Linked DNA regions of Mus musculus: region 2 is linked to region 1. Evidence: chromatin contacts called from public promoter capture Hi-C data. All regions are on one chromosome and are shown on one strand. Each heading gives the region's core, a stretch centred on a gene start, on an enhancer-like site or on the middle of the called end of the contact. The rest is flanking DNA. Distances are from core to core; before and after follow the strand shown. Region 1 overlaps Cyb5b (cytochrome b5 type B). Region 2 holds the start of Nqo1 (NAD(P)H dehydrogenase, quinone 1).

The links. Promoter capture Hi-C pulls out the DNA fragments that hold promoters and counts their contacts.
Region 2: a contact with region 1 is called in a promoter capture Hi-C map of neural stem cells. The contact joins the promoter of Nqo1 here to the enhancer-like site in region 1. A contact is called at or near these places in 2 of 39 promoter capture datasets (liver and neural stem cells), 2 of 484 Hi-C or Micro-C datasets (extraembryonic endoderm stem cells and nephron progenitors), 2 of 115 datasets of contacts at active chromatin or transcription factors (both in embryonic stem cells) and 3 of 9 other capture datasets (adipose tissue, liver and pancreatic islet).

Annotation. Positions count from the first base shown.
Region 1 is chr8:107,169,094-107,174,376 of GRCm38.p6, forward strand. It overlaps Cyb5b (cytochrome b5 type B), which reads left to right. Exons shown (of 5, transcript NM_025558.5): 2 at 718-846; 3 at 1,298-1,327. Among named protein-coding and RNA genes, the nearest start is that of Cyb5b, 21 kb to the left of the region's middle. Within about 2 kb of position 3,603, at least 21 of the 459 cell types and tissues checked have an H3K27ac peak or open chromatin away from gene starts, as enhancers often do. A contact at or near this core is called in neural stem cells, where this site is marked.
Region 2 is chr8:107,400,329-107,405,844 of GRCm38.p6, forward strand. It overlaps Nqo1 (NAD(P)H dehydrogenase, quinone 1), which reads right to left and starts at 2,877. Exons shown (of 6, transcript NM_008706.5): 1 at 2,738-2,877. The coding sequence starts at 2,744.

The DNA.
Region 1 (5,283 bases), core at 2,353-4,852:
ACAAGCGAGTAGGTAAGTGTTTTCAAAAGAAAGAGAGAAAGGGCATGGGCAAAAGAATAGCTCAGCTGGGAGAGTCCCTGTCTGCCATGCATGAGGCCCTGGGTTCGGTCCCCAGCACCTCAGTAATGTGGACATGGTGGTCCACACCTGCAGTCCAAGGGGACAGGAAGATCTGGCGTTTAAGCTCTCTTGGGCTATACATTTCAGACCAGCTGTACCACATGAGACCCCATCTCCAAAAAGGAGTAAGTGGAGGGAAGGAGGAGGAAGAAAGAAAAAAATTCAAGAGTAGAATAAAGAGAGTTCCAGAGCTGAGCGTGGTGGCGCACGCCTTTAATCCCAGCACTTGGGAGGCAGAGGCAGGCAGATTTCTGAGTTTGAGGCCAGCCTGGTCTACAAAGTGAGCTCCAGGACAGCCAGGGCTATACAGAGAAACACTGTCTCAAAAAAAAAAAAAAAAAAAAAAGTTCCAGAAATTCTGGCGTTCTCACTTGTGAGTTTTGTTGCAGTTTTAATGTCAACAAAGGAAATCAATTAATATGCATATTATGCAGTCTGTGCCAGAATATTGTAGAAAATGATGCTGTATCCTTCCTGATACACCCTCAAAAGTGGCACACAATTTGTTCCACTAAAGGAAGAAAGGGGATGGAAAGAAAAAACTTTAGTTTGCTTTTTCAGAGAGCCCTCTATTCAGCAAATGCTATTTCTTCCTAGCATCCTGGCGGGGAAGAGGTTCTGCTGGAACAAGCGGGTGCTGATGCAACTGAAAGCTTTGAAGATGTCGGCCACTCCCCTGATGCCAGGGAGATGCTAAAGCAGTACTACATTGGAGATGTCCATCCGGTAAGAACTGTTGTAGCGCTCAGATGCTTATGCAGAGAAAACTACTTGACAGCCACCAGCAGGATGAAAGATTGAATTATTTAGAGTAAAAATTCATTCAGCCTGGCTCTCAGGCCAGGTTTGCCCCAGAATCATCGAGCCATCCTGTGTTGTACATACAGTATCTGAAAAGCCAAGGGAACTGGTTTTCGTCTTTTATTGATTGATTCTTGTAATTAATAACACCTGTTCCCCAAATAGTGGTTTGGTTATTCTTGCAAGTTTCTTGCTAACATTATTTATTATGTATCTATAAGTCCTTTGGGCTTAGCATTCTAATAGGGGATCCTGATGTGCTAACAGGTGGACCTGGCACCTTCTTCAGACTCTGACATCTCTGAAGGAGCTAACAGATTGCTCGCCCTCATTTAGATGCATCTTGAATATTGTTTTTCTCTCTCTTTTTAAACAGAGTGACCTTAAACCTAAAGGCGATGACAAGGTAAGAAGTCACTACTTTGTCTTGTGTGTTTCAAGTATTTCTATTAACTTGAGTAAAATTGCTTTTAAAAATAATTTTAATAGGAGAAGTTAAAATTGGCTGGAAAAACCAGGTGGTGGTGGCGCACGCCTTTAATTCCAGCACTCAGGGAGGCAGAGGCAGGCAGATCTCTGAGTTTGAGGCCAGCCTGGTCTACAGGGTAAGTTCCAGGATAGCTAGAGTTATACAGAGAAACCTTCTCACAAAACAAAACAAAACAAAACACAAAACCAAACCAAACCGAACCGGTTACACACACATACAACAAAAACAAACAAAACAAGAACAAACAAGCAAAAAACCAAAATGATAACAACAAAAAATTCCCTGGGGAGATTGCTCAGTGGCTAAGAATGCAGTTGCTCTCCAGGAGATGAGGGTTGATCCCTAGCACCCTTCTGGTAGCTCCGAATTGTTTATAATCCCAGTCCCAGGGGTCCAGCCTCCTCTTCTGGCGTCTGCTGACCCTGCATACACACTGTGCACAGTGGCATTCCTATAGGCAGAACAGTCATGCATATAAATGAAATAAAAAGAGCCAGAGAATGTGATCTATGCTTTCAGTCCCAGTGCTTGGGAGGGAAGACAGACGGATCTCTGCAAGTTCATCTTCACTTTTATCCAAACAACAATTCTGGGTTTTTGTTGTTGTTTTTGTTTTTCATGATAGAGTTTCTCTGTGGAACAGCCCTGACTGTGCCTTGTAGACCAGGCTAGCCTTAAATTCCCCGAGATTCCCCTGCCTCTGGCTCCTGAGTGCTGGGATTTAAGGTTTGTGTCACCCTGCTTGGCTCCCAGAATTCTATTTTTTTTTTTTTTTTAAAGATTTATTTATTTATTATATGTAAGTACACTGTAGCTGTCCAGAAGAGGGAGTCAGATCTTGTTACAGATGGTTGTGAGCCACCATGTGGTTGCTGGGATTTGAACTCCGGACCTTCGGGAGAACAGTAGGGTGCTCTTACCCACTGAGCCATCTCACCAGCCCCAGAATTCTATTTTTAAGGAATTTGGACTTTACACCTGTCAGGAAAAAAGGAAAAGCTAAATCTTAGACAGAAGGAATCATTTTAACATTTCTGTTGTGAGCCCAGCCTTGAATGGCTGAGACAGCTCTTCAGCCCAGTAGGAAACACCTTATTAATGCTCTGCGAGCTTTCTTTATTGAGACTCCAAAGTGTGTTTACTGTGGCTTTGAAAGAAATTAGTTTATGGGTTCAGTTTGGGAAGACCTCTTATTTTTACTTAAAACATGTGATGGATACTGTGATAAATTTTTTTTCTACAAGATATCTTCTTTATAATATAAAGGTCTTTCTTAGCCAGGCGGTGGTGGCGCACGCCTTTAATCCTAGCACTTGGGAGGCAGAGGCAGGCGAATTTCTGAGTTCGAGGCCAGCCTGGTCTACAGAGTGAGTTCCAGGACAGCCAGGGCTACACAGAGAAACCCTGTCTCGAAAAACCAAAAAAAGAAAAGAAAAGAAAAGAAAAAAAAGGTCTTTCTTTCTTTCTGTCCTCATTTCCTCAGAAATTTAAACTCCTCTGTGCTCAGATTGTCCACACCTTCCCAGTTCTCTCACCGGCTCAGCTAGAACAGCAAGTGTAGCACTTGGGTGTTGGAAACCCCCGGTGTGCTTTGCCTCACTTACGGACCAAGAGGAAAGCGTGGAAGTCTTTTCTACTTCCTATAAGCAGGCAGTGGCACCTCCCATGTTCTCGGCTGCTTCCCTTGACTTCTGTCATTTAGAGGTTGTTCCGTGCCCTTTAGTAAAGGGATAGCAGTCTGGGTGTCTCCTAGCTCATCCTGGACACAATAGTCTCCCCCTCTTCCTTCTAGATTCTCATTCTTCATTGAGCCAGGAAATAATGAGCGGGTTTGACACAGCAATTCAGATTGGCCTGGGCACAAGAATTCTTTCAATTCAAGAGGCTGCTTGCTTGGCAGCGTGTGCCTTCTGTTGCCCTGAAATCCAGGGTGTGTATATAATTAACTCTTCTATACTGCTCGCTCGCTCTGTTAAGTTACTAAGGAGATGGAATGACTCTTTAAACGTTTGTGACCACTGACGGTTGGTTTTCCCTCTCCCTCCTCTTACCTCACTCAGTCTTGAATCCTCTTGTGACATTAAGGTAAAATTTGAGCTAATATGATCTTAATTGAACATTTCTAGAGAACGCCACCCTGAGTCCAAGCTTTCACAGGCGACCTTGAACCTAGTGGCCCTCACCAGTTTCCCAAGGCGATCATGAACGCACTCATATGTTAAAGCAAGAGAAAGACACTGGTCAGTTACGGTCTCTAGAACTCTATCAGTTGTTTCTTGTTGGTTTTCTTATTGTTGATACAGGAGGCACAACGTTTGTGCGGAATCCACTGCAGTGTTTCAGAAATTCTGTTCCTTGCACCAGTGTTCTTTTCCTGGGCTTGCACTAATTCTGTTTAGAATCTCTGGAGTCGAGCTAGCTTTGCAGTTTGTTTGTTTTTTTTTTTAGATAATTTATTTAATTTTATTTTCTGTACATTGGTGTGAACGGGAGCTACAGACAGTTGAGGGCTGCCATGAAGGTGCAGAGAAAGGAACCCTGGTCCTCTGGAAGAGTAGCCAGTGCTCTTAACCAGTGAGCCACTTGTTCAGCCTCCTGGGTTTGCACTTTAAAGAGCACAGGTGATAGGAAGGAAGGCAGGCAGCACACCCTGTGCTGACCGACGTGCCTGTCTGCCTGCCACTGCAGATAAAACCCGGGGACACTGAATTTGCTCCTGTGCAAGCATTGCTGCCTTCTGTAAGCCAAGCAATTAGAGACTGATCAGCTGAAATAAAATGATTGGCCCTGGATTTTCCCCCCCTGCAAGAAGTATAGAAAAGCCTCCTCGGAGCACCAAGTAGCATGGTGACTTAGATGTGGAAATGTAGTATAGCCCCATCCAGGTTAGGGAGGGACGGAGAGCTGTGCTTTCAAGCCTGTTTTTCTCCAGTTACTTGTTCCCCAGGGACCCGTCTCCATTAGGATCCTTCTGGCTGTTGTTTGTTTCCAGCAGGTCGTCTCTTACCCTCCAGGCACATTAGGCAAAGGCAGCCTTTTGGAAAAATTTCAAGGCTACCTACCAGGTCTTCATAGAATTATATTCCAAACTGATTTCTTTTCCAGGAAGAAAGTCTTGATCCCTCAGCTTTATCTCCGTGCTTGATGTTAGCAAAAGGCTGAGAAGTGATCCGGCTTCTCACAGAGGATGAGGCAGACACTTCCTATCCTAGGATGCAGAGATGGCTTTCCTTCCCGAATGGGAGGGAAGCTCATTTATTAATTAGTTTCCTTTCTGTGGTTCAGGGTTTCTGAATCTGTAAAAATATGATTTCTGAAGCACAGCCTTCATTTTTGTGGGATAGAGTTCTCATCTTCTCCTTCCCTTCCCTTCTCTGCACCACTTCTCCCCCTCAGGCAGCCTCTGCCTTCTTCCCAGAGAAAGTCAGTGTTCCAGACCTGGGTCTGCTGTGTCTGCTGAGGATGACCTCGAACTTCAGCCCTCCTGCCTTCCCTTCTGGAGCTCTGGGTTATAGGCATAGGCCACCGTGCCCAGTCTTCATTTCCCTCTTCTTTTAGAAACAGCTTTTCATGTTCCAGCTAATAAGTGGTAATGGTCACCATTGTTTCACAGTAGACTGATAATATCCCAGTTGATGGCAGCACATAGTACAATATAAAATTTTTGAAGATTTTTAATTTGTCGATCTGACAAGTTTATTTTTCTCTGTAGCTTTGGCTGGCTTAGAACTAAGATCAGCCAGCCTCTGCCTCCCAAGTGCTGAGGTAGAAGGTGTGCCATGACACCTGCTTTAGTCGGTAATAACTAATTAGAATTAAAAATAATTCTACTCTTTGGGATATGCTGATGCCATATGGTCAGACTGTTGTCT
Region 2 (5,516 bases), core at 1,627-4,126, 230 kb after region 1:
ATTTTAGAATATACTTATTTTACAGGTATGGGTGTTTTGTTTGCACATATGCCTGTGTAACAGATACATGCCTGGTACCCTCAGAAGGACTGAAATTACAAAAAGTTTTGGCTCCCATGTGAACACTGGGGAGCAAGCCCAGACTTTCTACAAGAGCAGCCTGTGTGCTTAACCAATGAGCGATCTCTCCACCCTGATATTGTTTGTTTGTTTTGTTGTGGGTTTTCTTTTGTTAGTTTTTCTGAGACAAGGTTTCATTGTGTGGCCTTGGTTGCCCTGGAGTTTGTTACATACAAAAGGCTGGACTCAAACTTATAAAGACCCATCTGCCTCTACCTCCCGAGTGCTTTTAAATTACATTATTTATTTTTTCAGTGTGTGTGTGTGTGTGTGTGTGTGTGTGTGTGTGTGTGTCTTAGGCAGAACTTGCAGGAGTTGGAGTTGGTTCTCTCTTTCCATGTGGGTCCTAAGGAGGGAACCCAGCTCATCAAGCCTGCCTGGTAGCAGGTCCCTTTATCCAATAACATTCTTGGCAACCCTGACTCTAAATTTGGGTAGCTGAAGTTATCTGGACCGTCCCCTGGAAACAAACCTCACTCCAGTATCCAGCCCAGTCTTGCTTTCAGCCTCCCTCCCCCACCCCCACCTGAAAGCTTCAGTGCTTCCCAGCCCTCTGCAGGGAATGTCAGGGGAGACCTCCATCAGACTGGCCCATAGTGGCCTCCATCAGACAGTGGCCTCCATCAGACTGGCCCATAGTGGCCTCCATCAGACAGTGGCCTGTAGTGGGTGGCATTTTCTTGATTAGTGATTGATTTGGGGAGGGTCAGCTCCCTGTGATTGGTGTCACCCTTGGGCAGGTGCCACTCACTGGGTTGTGTGAGAGAACAGGTTGAAAAGGTCACAGAGAGCAAGTCAGTAAGCAGAGTTCTCCTGCTTCAGTTCCCACCTCCAGGCTCCTGCCTCCATTTCCCTTGGTGACGAACTAGGACCCGGAACTGTCAGCTGAAACCCACCCTTTCCTTCTCCGCTTGCTTTTGGTCGGCGTTTCCTCGCAGCAACAGAGAGCAGACTAGGTTGCCAGTATTACAGCCTATGGGCGTCATTTTTCTGTTTTACTTTTTATTTTGTCAATCTTCTACTCTAATTTGTAAATTAAATTTAGCCTGGCCTGGACACACACCTGCACTGGGGCGCAGAGGCAGGAGGTTCAGGTGTTCAAGGTCAGCCTAGACCAAATCGAGTTTGAAGCTAGTCTGGCCATAATGAATGAGTGGATGAACGGATGGATGAATAAACAAACACTGAACTGAACCGAACACAAGTGTGGGAGTGTAAGATAAATATGATAATGCTTGTGCTCTGTGCTGTCTGCGGCTGCAGTGGAGGGGGCTTGGAACATTTATCCCTCATGCATAAATGGAGACCGAAGCAGACACAGCCTTACCAGCTGTTGAAAACCCTCCCTCGCTGGCTCTCCCAGCAACTCATCGCAGAGCTTAGAGAACACTGGGATGACCCTGTACAACGGCAGAAGCATCCTTCCCTCCCTCTGTGCTTTTAGCAAGGCGAGATCCTGAGTGCATTTGCAGAGTCTGAAATAGTTTTAAAGGGAAAGGAACTCCAAAAAGTTAAGTCCCGCCCCAACAGAGGAAACACCTAAACCTAATTGCTGCCCAGAACTCAGAGCCAGGCCCTGTTGGGAAGTACTTAGCCCTGGAGGCTACTTGGCCAAGAACGCAGTAGATGCCAGTCAAACACTAGACAATAATGTGGTGGTAACTGCCAAGGACTCTCCCCTGCCTTCCCCTGGGCTGATGGCAAAGTGAGGAGACTGTCACAAAAATGGACCAATTAACAAATCGGATTTCCTGCTCCAGGGTCACAGTAGAAACTTTCCAGAGCCAGGTAGACTGGAATTAGGCTCCGATTCTGTTACACTCCTTCTCAGCTACGCTCCCTGTACCCATCTCCACATCTTCCCGTTTTGTTTCACAAAGTGGTGATACCCCTTTTAAAAATCTGCGGTTTGGTTTGTTAGTTTGTTTGAGACAGTCTCTCTTCATTATGTAGCTCTGACTGTCCCGAAACTGGATCTATAGACCAGGCTACCTTGGAACTTAAAAGAAATTTGCCTGCCTTTGCCTCCAGGGTGCCACCAAGCCCAGCAGTGGTCCCTGTAAATTGCCTGCTTGCATTTCTAAATGTTAGCAACGTATTTCCAAATGGTTAAATACTATCTGGCCTAGGTTGGGGATGTGCACAGAGCTCAGGTGGTAGAGAGTTTGTCTAGTATGCAGGAAGTCCTGGTTTCAATTCAATTCCCAGAGCCGTAGAAATCAGGCGTGGTGATATGCACTTAGAATCCTGGCACTTAGGCAGTGGAGGCAATAAGACCCCAAGTTCAAGGCTATCCTTCACTATACAGCAGCTTTAAGGCCAACCTAGGACACATGTTACCCTTTTTCTAAATAGTCCAAACGCGGTACAGGGAGTGGCAGCTCTGTTAAGGAACGGTGTAGAAGGGGCAATGCTAGAGTTGCCCACGGGTGAACTTGGGCTGCAGAATAATCTGCATCGCTGGTTCTGAGAAGAAGTTCTCCTTCCAGAGACTAACCGAGGCTCATCCAGGTTCCTAACCACCTCACTTTTCCTCTTTGAGGCAAGGAACAAAACTCACAGCCAGCCCCTACATCCTCCTCAGAGTAAATCAGACTGGAGTTGGCGCCACACTCACCCGCCATGGCTCCAGATGTTGAGGGAGGATCGTAATACCGAACGCTGATTGGCTGAGCAGCTGGTTGCCAAGACGACCCTAAAGCTCTTCGGAGAGATCCTTAGGGCTGGCTACAGGCTAGGCTAGTAAGAGCTGAGCCTTGGGGTATGGGCTGAGCGAAGGCTTTATATCCTGCTTATGCCCGCCCAGCCCACTGTGCAGAGCAGCCAGCGAGGGCGGGGCTGGACTCCAGAACCCAGAGGCATCTTGGGAAGATACCAAGTTTTTGGCAGGGAGAAGCAGTTTGGGGCTGGACTAGGACTCCTGTATATGGAAGTCAAAAGGGTTCCCCGGGAGCAAGGGAGTGAGAGAGAATTTGAGGATATGGGGACATATTGAATAAATTCATCTGCTCCCTGTCCCAAGACCTCCTGGGTACAAAATGGAAATTTCCAACAGAATTTTTCGAGCTTCGTGGGACCTGCCTACATAATCAGCCTGTGTAGATTAGTCCTCACTCAGCCGTGGGAAGTCACCTTTGCACGCTAGGGGAAGGGTGGGGCAGCAAAACGGATGGGCTCAAATTTTGCCGACTCACTGTGACTCTAGACTGAAAGTTCAGAGAGACTTGTCCTCGTGTGAAATGAATTCGTGCTGCGTTCTGCTCTTAGAAACTGCAAAAACTGCTCCCTGGGTATACACACTTGGGTCTCCTCAACTTTGCCCCCGGTGACCAGGTAACGGGGAACTCATCTGTGCGACTCTCTAGGAAGCCAGAGCAAAGCTGGCAGGAGACAGCAGCCACAGGGAAGTGTTTCTCTGTGTAGCCCTGGCTGTCCTGGAACTCACTCTGTAGACCAGGCTGGCCTCGAACTCAGAAATCCACCTGCCTCTGCCTCCCAAGTGCTGGGATTAAAGGAGTGCGCCACCACGACTAGTACATGCTTTTAATCCCATCACTTGGGTGCCAGAAGCAGGCAGATCTCTGAGTTTAAGGCCAGACTGGTCCACATAGCTAGTGCTAGAACAACAGCCAGGGCTACATAGGTGAGACCCTGTCTCAAAAACAGAGAAAGAAAGAAAAAGGGTTGGAATAAAGACCCTACATGTATGTGTGTGCCTTGGTCAAGCTCCCAAAGTAGGGTAGACATTATAACAGATTGCCATCATTAAAAGAGCTCAACTTTCCTGTTATCTGATAAATTCTGACAGTGAGGGAAAGACACACGTGCAGTCTCCTGTGGTGACAGGCTAGTGACAGCCCTTGTGATGGATCTCAGTGGAGTCTCATTCCGGTTAGGGCAAAGCCGAAGTAACACAATGGGCTATAAGAGGGAAGAAAGAAATATCAGCTGCAGCAGGCAAAGAGACCAAGGACAATTTTTAAAGCAACGCACTTCCCAAACAAAGAAAAGGTGAGAACTTATTAGGGAGGCAGATTCTTGTTCCTATGGGGGAGGTACTTTGGGGAGGGTACATTCCTGCACATGCCCAGTTTGCACCACAAAGCTTTATCTGGAAATAAAAGGATACCCTGAAGGTTTCTTAACACAGGGACCCTTGACCCTTGAAGGCTTGGCCTTGCTTAACTACTACAGTTGAAGATACGTGAGACCTCATTTCAAAAATCAAAAATAGGAGCTGGGGATATAGCTTCATCAGGAAAGGCTATCTGCTTTCTCACTGGATGCTGTGTGACCAGGCAGCTTCGTCTGCGATGTCAGACTCTCCTCTCAAACAACGTGCTAAAGTAGTTTCCACAGGCTGCTTCTGTCTCAGCATCAGACAAATACCAAACACACCACACTACAATGTTCAACATTGGGTTTTCTGGTGTTTCCTTACAGTTTGTGCCTGAGGGTCATCTCTCAGCTGTAAAGAAATACCAACATAAAAACCACAGTTTATTCCGGAGCCATTTTGAGTGGCCACGGCCTGGGAACACCAATATAGGGTACCCCAAATTTTATGTTCCAATGTGGGTGCAGCCTCACAAGATTTTTACAATTTACAGAACAAAGTAATAAGTTAAGGCGACTTTAAAGTACGTTGGTGGGAACCCTGGAGAGGTGGGTACACTGGAGAGGTGGGTACATCGAGATGGGGGGGTGGGGTTTATGGTCCAAGATGCTATCTGATGACACTCTCAGCTCTTGGATTGGCAGAAGTGACACTGCCATAGTCACTGGAAACAGAAGAGTCACAGAGTCAGCTCGCCTGTTTGACACAGTTCCAGCCAAGCTGAGCCGAACGAATGCGGCAATCGCTGTCCTTCTGTCTGTCTCTCGCTTTTAGGTTTTGGTCTCTGTGTGTTTTGTTTTGGGAGCTTTCTGCATTATGAGTCATTTTTAAGTCTTTTTCCAAGGAAAAGTATGTCTGAGTCTTTTTAGGAAAAGCCTAAAATGAGCTTTATCTGGCCACTGTTTGGATGTCTCCCTCATGGCCTGGAGATCATTAAGCTCAGATAAACACGTAACTAGATGAAGCCATTACTCCAGGAATCTTCTTGGGGTGTCTACCCCTGAATAAACTCAAACAGTCTGATTAGTGCAGGGTAAACAGAGACAACCGACAAACTCTGACTGGCCAGGAGAAAAGGGGACAGATTCAAGGCCTTCTTTTACAATATGCTTAGAGATTACTGAAAATGTAAGATAGCGAGTCATACAGGGCATACCCCTGGAGGAATAGCACTCGGAAAATAAGGGAGATTGACTACACGTTCTCTACTGTATAGCACAGATGAGGAAACATGTAATAAGTTAGGTATTAATGTTTGCTATTCATAGAAAGACCAGTT